2 separate regions of the Danio rerio genome follow, and region 2 is linked to region 1. Evidence: chromatin contacts called from public HiCAR-type data. All regions are on one chromosome and are shown on one strand. The core of a region is the stretch at or near the end of the contact, and the rest is flanking DNA. Distances in the headings are between cores, read along the strand shown.

Evidence for each region. HiCAR-type assays count read pairs that join an accessible place to other places.
Region 2: a contact with region 1 is called in a HiCAR-type map of caudal fin, with 6 times the contacts expected there. The contact joins the promoter of sntb1 here to the promoter of mrpl13 in region 1.

Annotation. Positions count from the first base shown.
Region 1 is chr16:15,441,096-15,444,873 of GRCz12tu, reverse strand. It overlaps mrpl13 (mitochondrial ribosomal protein L13), which reads left to right and starts at 2,407. Exons shown (of 7, transcript NM_001020534.1): 1 at 2,407-2,488. The coding sequence starts at 2,462. mtbp (MDM2 binding protein) reads right to left here and starts at 2,180. Exons shown (of 22, transcript XM_003200157.7): 1 at 2,003-2,180; 2 at 1,824-1,904; 3 at 559-632. The coding sequence starts at 2,066.
Region 2 is chr16:15,594,340-15,597,606 of GRCz12tu, reverse strand. It overlaps sntb1 (syntrophin, basic 1), which reads left to right and starts at 1,562. Exons shown (of 7, transcript NM_001002175.1): 1 at 1,562-2,116. The coding sequence starts at 1,612. All of the region lies in intron 2 of LOC141378192 (a long non-coding RNA gene), which reads right to left.

The DNA of each region.
Region 1 (3,778 bases), core at 1,158-3,657:
TGCCGCTGTCGCCACTGGCTTGCATGGTTCGTTATTTGTAGAGCTGCGCCTTGATTGATTGCTCTTCAGTGTTTGGACTCTCAGTAGTTATTTTTAAACCACACTGAACTGAGCTAAATTGAACTGAACTTAAACTCTGAGAACTGAACTACACAGTTTGAATTTACTATGAGTTTCTATGTGAAGCTGCTTTGACACAATCTACATTATAAAAGCGCTATACAAATAAAGGTGAATTGAATTGAATATTGCTGAAGTACCTTTTAAAATCTATTTTTAGTTAGATAATTAATTTTATTTTCACTTAATATTAATATTGTTTATATATTAATATTGGTTTTCCATAGATGGGTTGCGGCTGGAAAGGCATCCGCTGCGTAAAAACGTGCTGGATAAGTTGGCGGTTCATTCCGCTGTGGCGACCCCGGATTAATAAAGAGACTAAGCCGACAAGAAAATGAAAGAATAAATATTAATATTGGATTTATTTATTTTTCTTTTTAAATAAATCTAATGTGACAGAACACTAAACAAGACCCAAATATGTGAGTTTATTACCTGTGTTACACCATAACTGACTTGAATAGCAAAGTACCATCTCTGTGAAGCAGGACTACCACTCGGAGAGCAGGCTATACGAATATAATAGAGAAAAACAAACACAAAATCAAGCTACACACTTAAAATCAAGTGAAAGCATATGGGACATTCTACCAGAAACATACATTTTAACTTTTATGTCAAAGGGTCTGATTTAAGCTTGTTCTCAAAAAAGAATAAAAAAAATCATACAAAAATAAGTATAAAATCATAGAATTCAATGATAGATTGCATCTTTGATCAGTGTCAACTTCTCCATCAAATGATGTCACTTCTGAGTCATAGCTGGGCCCACACAGAATCTACGTGTGCAGAATTATGCAGATTTCTAGCCGATCATTGATTCTGTTATTTACTTGCGTACATGTGTGTAAATGTATATCTATTCAGTTTTAAATTAATTTCAGTAATATTATTGACTAAAATTAAAATATTTATATGATTTATTTACAATACAGTCTTTTAGAGTATATAATATTGCTTTGTTTACCAAATAAAATGGATCTAATTGGATTTGCATTGTAAATATTAAATACAAGTTAAAGAGGTATTATTTTTTATTTCATATATTAGTTTTTTTTTTTTTTTTTTTTTTTGCGATACTTCTAAAATCATTCCTCATAAATCCACAGGTTTTTACCAACATTCTGTGTAAAAATAGCAAAAAAAAAATGTCCCCAAATTCCATCTGGCCCTAGTCATAGCCTTAAAGGTGTATTGCACACATGTTGCTAACTTTAATGCAAATGTAACAGAACTGACAGAAACATGGGGACAGTTGTAAATTTATTTGTATTATATTTTTGTAGTATTTATTTGCAGAATGTATTTACAATTCCATGCTTTTAATCAGTTTATGTGAATTATAACAACCTAAACTTGTTGTTTTTGAAGTTTTTCTTTCCCTAAATAACAGTTTTTAGCATAACAAAACTATTAAATCTGTAGGTTCAGTTAGGCTGAGACCAATGACAGGGTTTGTACATTTATAAAGAGAACAAAAATCTGACAATCAAATGAATGTCATATTCCTTTAACATTTCACAGAAATGTGCATTTTAGACATTTTAAACAGTGCATTTTAGACATTTTTGAGATGAAATACTTTTTATTTACTGTATTCATATTTTTGTTTCAGGCACAGAGAATGTATGTTCTTGGTAGAATGTCCCATATAGGTTAAGTTAGTGAGCACTGAGTAAAAAATTAATCGCCAAAGTTACCTGGAAACGGAGGAATGCGTGTTAAATTCGAGCCAGAAATCTTTTTGAGGTTATCAAATACTTTTTTGGTTTCATCAACCCCTATAAAAATAAACCCAATACATGTCAAAACAGCAACAGCGAGTGAAGCAAAACGTTATTCAAGCAATTCTGACAAAAATAACAATAGCGTATCTTACCGTTGAAGGAGCTGTCTTTCTTCGCCTCTAGGTTGATTATCACAGCTAACACGTATCTATCCATAGCGCTCTGCTGCTAAATTCATGTAAGATAATATTGAGTTTTTAAAACAACACAGACTGCTGTACAAAACAAACTAACCCGCGTATACGACCAATACGGACGTTCAAATATGACGCGTGATGGCGTGCGCGCAACCAAAATATACAGTCGGTAGGAACCGACCAAGATAAGCTAATAAATAACAATACCTAACGATGGACGTGAATTAAATTATTCATTCTACAGCTATATGTTTGTTGTTGTACAAAATGCATAAATGTATTCATACATTTCAAAAATCAGACTTTAAAACTTTTAAAGAGGAACCATTTTTTACTCTTTTGGTTCGGGGAAGTAAATTGTTGCTGGACCATTATAGCCACATTGAGGTCAAATTTTTCAAATGCTAAAAGAAAATGTCTAGTTTTTCAAGATCAGCCCAGGTAATGTACTTTATTTACTGACATGCTATTTATATAGGTACTACGATGTCGGTCAGTGCTTATATGCGTATTATGTATACGCGCTTGTGTTTCTGTTTAGCGTGTGCTAAACAAACTAATTGGTCAAAATATGATGTATGTTTATGACGTCTGCTTTTATGTGCATGACTATTAGAGTAGATTCGTAAATAAAATATCTGTGTCGTTGCTTAAATGCTGAGATTATTGAATAAGCAACAGACAATGAGGTAAAATAGAAAAGGTAATGTTAATGTATAGTTGACAGGTTAAAGCAACAATACCTACAAAATGTAATAATGCTACATTTGTGATTCTGATTTTTATTTGTTGTTGTTGTTGTTGTTTCCAACGGAAAATGTGTATTGAGGTAAAAATATGATTTTATATTCGCACATTCGTTGAGTGACAACCGACACGCTCCGTATATTGTTTACCAGGGTATGAATTGGAAACTTTTGAAAAAAAAATCTCCGATTTAGGGCTGCACAATATTGGAAAAAAAAAGTAAATTGCGGTATTTTTGTCTCTGCGATATATACACTGCCGGACAAAAGTTTGGGGTGAGTATAATTTTTAAATGTTTTAATATAAGCTGCATTTATTTAATCAAAAATACAGTACAAATTGTAAAATTGTGAATGTTATTGCACTATAAAATAACTGTTCAAAAGTAGTTTGTAATGTAATTTATTAATGTATTTCAGTGATTTTTATGATGATTTTTTTTATCTTCATTACCCCAGTCTTCAGAGTCACATTATACTTCAGAAATCACTCTAATATTATTATATTATTATTATCATTAATATTAATCGTAGTAGTAGTAGTAGTAGTATTAATGGTAATAGTGATTAAAAGCAATAATGACTGGAGTAATAATTTCATTTGAAACCACATGCATTTATTCATTCATTTTCTTTTTCCGGCTTAGTACCTTTATTAATCTAGTTGCACCACAGCGGAATGAACCTCCAACATAATCAGCATGTTTTACGCAGCAGATGGCCTTCCAGCCACAACCCATCACTGGGAAACACTCATACACTCTCATTCACACATATACACTACGGACAATTTTAGCTTACCCAATTCACCTTAACTGCATGTCTTTGGACTGTGGGGGAAACTGGAGCACCAGGAGGAAACCTATGCAAACACGGGGAGAACATGCAAACTCTACACAGAAACACCAACTGTCGCTGGTTCGAGACTCGAACCAGCGACCTTCTTGCTGTTAGGCGACTGCACTACTTGCTGCACCACCACGTC
Region 2 (3,267 bases), core at 313-2,812, 150 kb before region 1:
TTACTATTTTTTTTTATCTTAGTTATATCTTGTTTCTACATTTTACAGTAGCAAGACTTCTTTAATTGAAGTCTCAAATCTCTTTATAAAGTGCTCTGCAGAAGACGTGGGAAACATGTTATAGCACATGCAATAAAAAAAAAAATTGGCAAAGTAAAAAGAAGCATCAATAAAATAAGTCCAAACATTATTATTTATTCTAAGTTTAAAGGCTTTGAATGATAAAAAAATCAATAAAACAAAAATAGGCCCTTCATTCATTCATTTACTTGTCGGCTTAGTCCCTTTATTAATCCGGGGTCACCACAGCAGAACGAACCGCCAAATTGTCCAGCACGTTTTTACGCAGCGGATGCCCTTCCAGCCGCATCCCATCCCTGGAAAACAACCACACACACTCATTCACACTCATACACTATGGACAATTTAGCCTACCCCATTCACCTGCACCGCATGTCATTGGACTGTGGGGAAAATCGGAGCACCCGGAGGAAACCCGTGCACGCGAACGCAGTCGGAACATGCAAACTCCCCACAGAAACGCCAACTGACCCAGCAGAGACTCGAACCAGTGACCTTTTTGCTGTGAGGCGACAGCACTACCTACTGCGCCACTGTGTTGGCGAAATAGGCCCTAGTGAAAGACAAAAAGAAAATTAATTAACAGAGTTCAAACAGCTTCAAGTCCAGTGTACTGAAGTTATTTCAAAAATGCACAAACCAATATTAAACACCAGATGGCGCTAAAATCGTTTACGCCACTAAATTGTAGACCGTCTAGATAATAGGAACACCGCAGTTTTTTTTCGTGAGAAAAAACAAGCAAAACACATAAATGTTTTTATCATCTTGCTTGAGAATAATCGACATAATTGTTCCCCCAGTTATGTACATTTAAAGAGAACCATCAATTAATGTGTTAAAAGGTGCAAAACAGATTATTTCCCAAACCGGCACAGTGATGGAATTACAACAGCGGAAATCCATGTTCAGTACTTAAAACAAGGCGCTAATTATAGGTGGTTACTGTGTGTTTTTTTGAAAACATGCTCTTTATAAATATAGCTGTATTTTATTATATTTGGCGTCTCCCAACCACATGAGTGGCGTGTTTCCACGAGGTAAACAAACGCTCGTGAACGTTCAGCTGAGGCAAGTTTAACGGCAGGATTTTCAGGAACATAACTTTTCTAACATTAACGTACATTAGCCTTGAAAGTCATAATAGAGTTTGTAAACACGCAAATTGAATACCAAGTGACAGCTAAATGCAATCTGAAGCCGTCTGCCATTATTTTTTGCAAAGACATAAATGAACATTACTTTATGTAATCTCCGTGTGGAATGTAATGTATCTATCAAATACATCGATGTATTTAAAAGATACATCCCACACGGAGACTTGAAACGAAACATTTCCTGACAGCGAGAGGCAGTTGAGCATGGCCACACAGGACATCTCAGACATTTGCTCCACCCAAAAAGGATATGCATGTGGAGCCTGTAGAGGGGCTGAAACTATTCAACCTGAATCACAACTTTTTCCCTGTTCGGGGGTAAAGTCCTGTACGAGTGTATGAAATCACATGGCATTTTAAGAATGCTTCAAAGATGGCGGTTTGCGGTAACAGAGTGCAGAAAAGTGCATGTTTGGAGGTGCTGGTGCGGGAGCAATGGCACGCGGTGCTGGCGAGTTTAGGGGACGAGTCTCTGACGCTCAGCTGCGAGGATCCCGCGGCGGACACCAGCGTCAGCCTGAACGGCATCACCACCAACGGCTCCTACGACCAACCGGACCCCACCAACAGTCCCAAAACCGGAGCGAGAACTCCTTTTTCGGATTCACAAGTGCCCGAAGCGATTGCGAACCGCAAGAGATGCGTCAAAGTGATCAAGCAGGAGGTCGGTGGATTAGGGATCAGCATCAAAGGCGGGAAGGAGAATAAGATGCCTATTCTCATTAGTAAGATATTCAAGGGTCTGGCCGCGGATCAGACTCAAGCGCTGTACGTGGGCGACGCGATACTGTCCGTGAACGGGATCAATCTGCGGGACGCCACGCACGACGAGGCGGTGCAGGTGCTGAAGAAAGCGGGCAAAGAAGTTATGCTGGAAGGTAAGGACGAGGAAAACGCCAGAAAACCTGCCAGACAGGCTGAGTTTTGATGAGGCTATATGGGTTATTATCAGGTGTGTGGATGAACCTGTTGAAGTGACACGGCAGGGTGGATGCTGTATCATAATGCATACATAAAAATATATGCATTCGTGTGTTATAACTTTATATACACATAACATTTTATAGTTTTCCTCTATGAGGAGTTGTATTTTATTATGGTTTAGATTTGAAAGAACACATAACATAAGACTTGACCAATTGAATAATAAGAATAGAACTTTAAAAACAAACAAACAAAAACCTCAAAAGTTCAAAGTCAATCAGAAATTACTAAACCCATTTATTCAAAGATAACATTTGTTTGAAATGTAAAAAAAAAAATACAAATACACATCACAATAAGTAATGTTTATTCACATACGCTAATGTTTAAATGCAAATTGGCCAATGTTACAAGCTACAGTGTCAGTAAGGGTTATGGCATGTTCACAGAATTCAGTCACAAAGTTGTTAGATATGGGAAATGCAGTATGTCTCATAAATATAACACTAAATGTTTTATAAAGGGTTACTGAAGTACTACAACTATGCAACTTGTTAATTTCCTTTGGGTCACCAAATATGATGGGTTTTTTACGCAGCAAATTGCTTGGCTAAATAAACAAAACCCCACCCTAAACCAAATAAATACAGCAACCTGAGCTGGTTTAAGTTGTTTATTTATTTATATATTTATTTATTAAAGCAGGTTGATAATTAATCCAAAAACAAGTCCTTTTCTCACACCTGTGGAAGGTCATTGTCAGAGTGATGGAGGTTTTTGCTCTGCCCTCCGGTGTTGTACATTAAGGATGAAAGCACCCTTGAGAGTGACAAAGCTCTGAAATTCCCTCTGACTGAATCATAAAAGCACACCACAGATTTCAGAGGGACATCCATAACTTTCATTCCGCTCAGTCATGTTGAAGATTTCCATAATACAACTGAGGATTTAGAAATATGCTTAGATGAAGAAGACTTGCAATGGCAGTTAGGCTTGGAATACCCACACAGTCGAGACAGAATATGTATTAATTTAGACTGTGTGGAAAAGATCTAAATTTGTTGTTATTTTAAATAATTATAATATTATAGGCATAATTTACCCA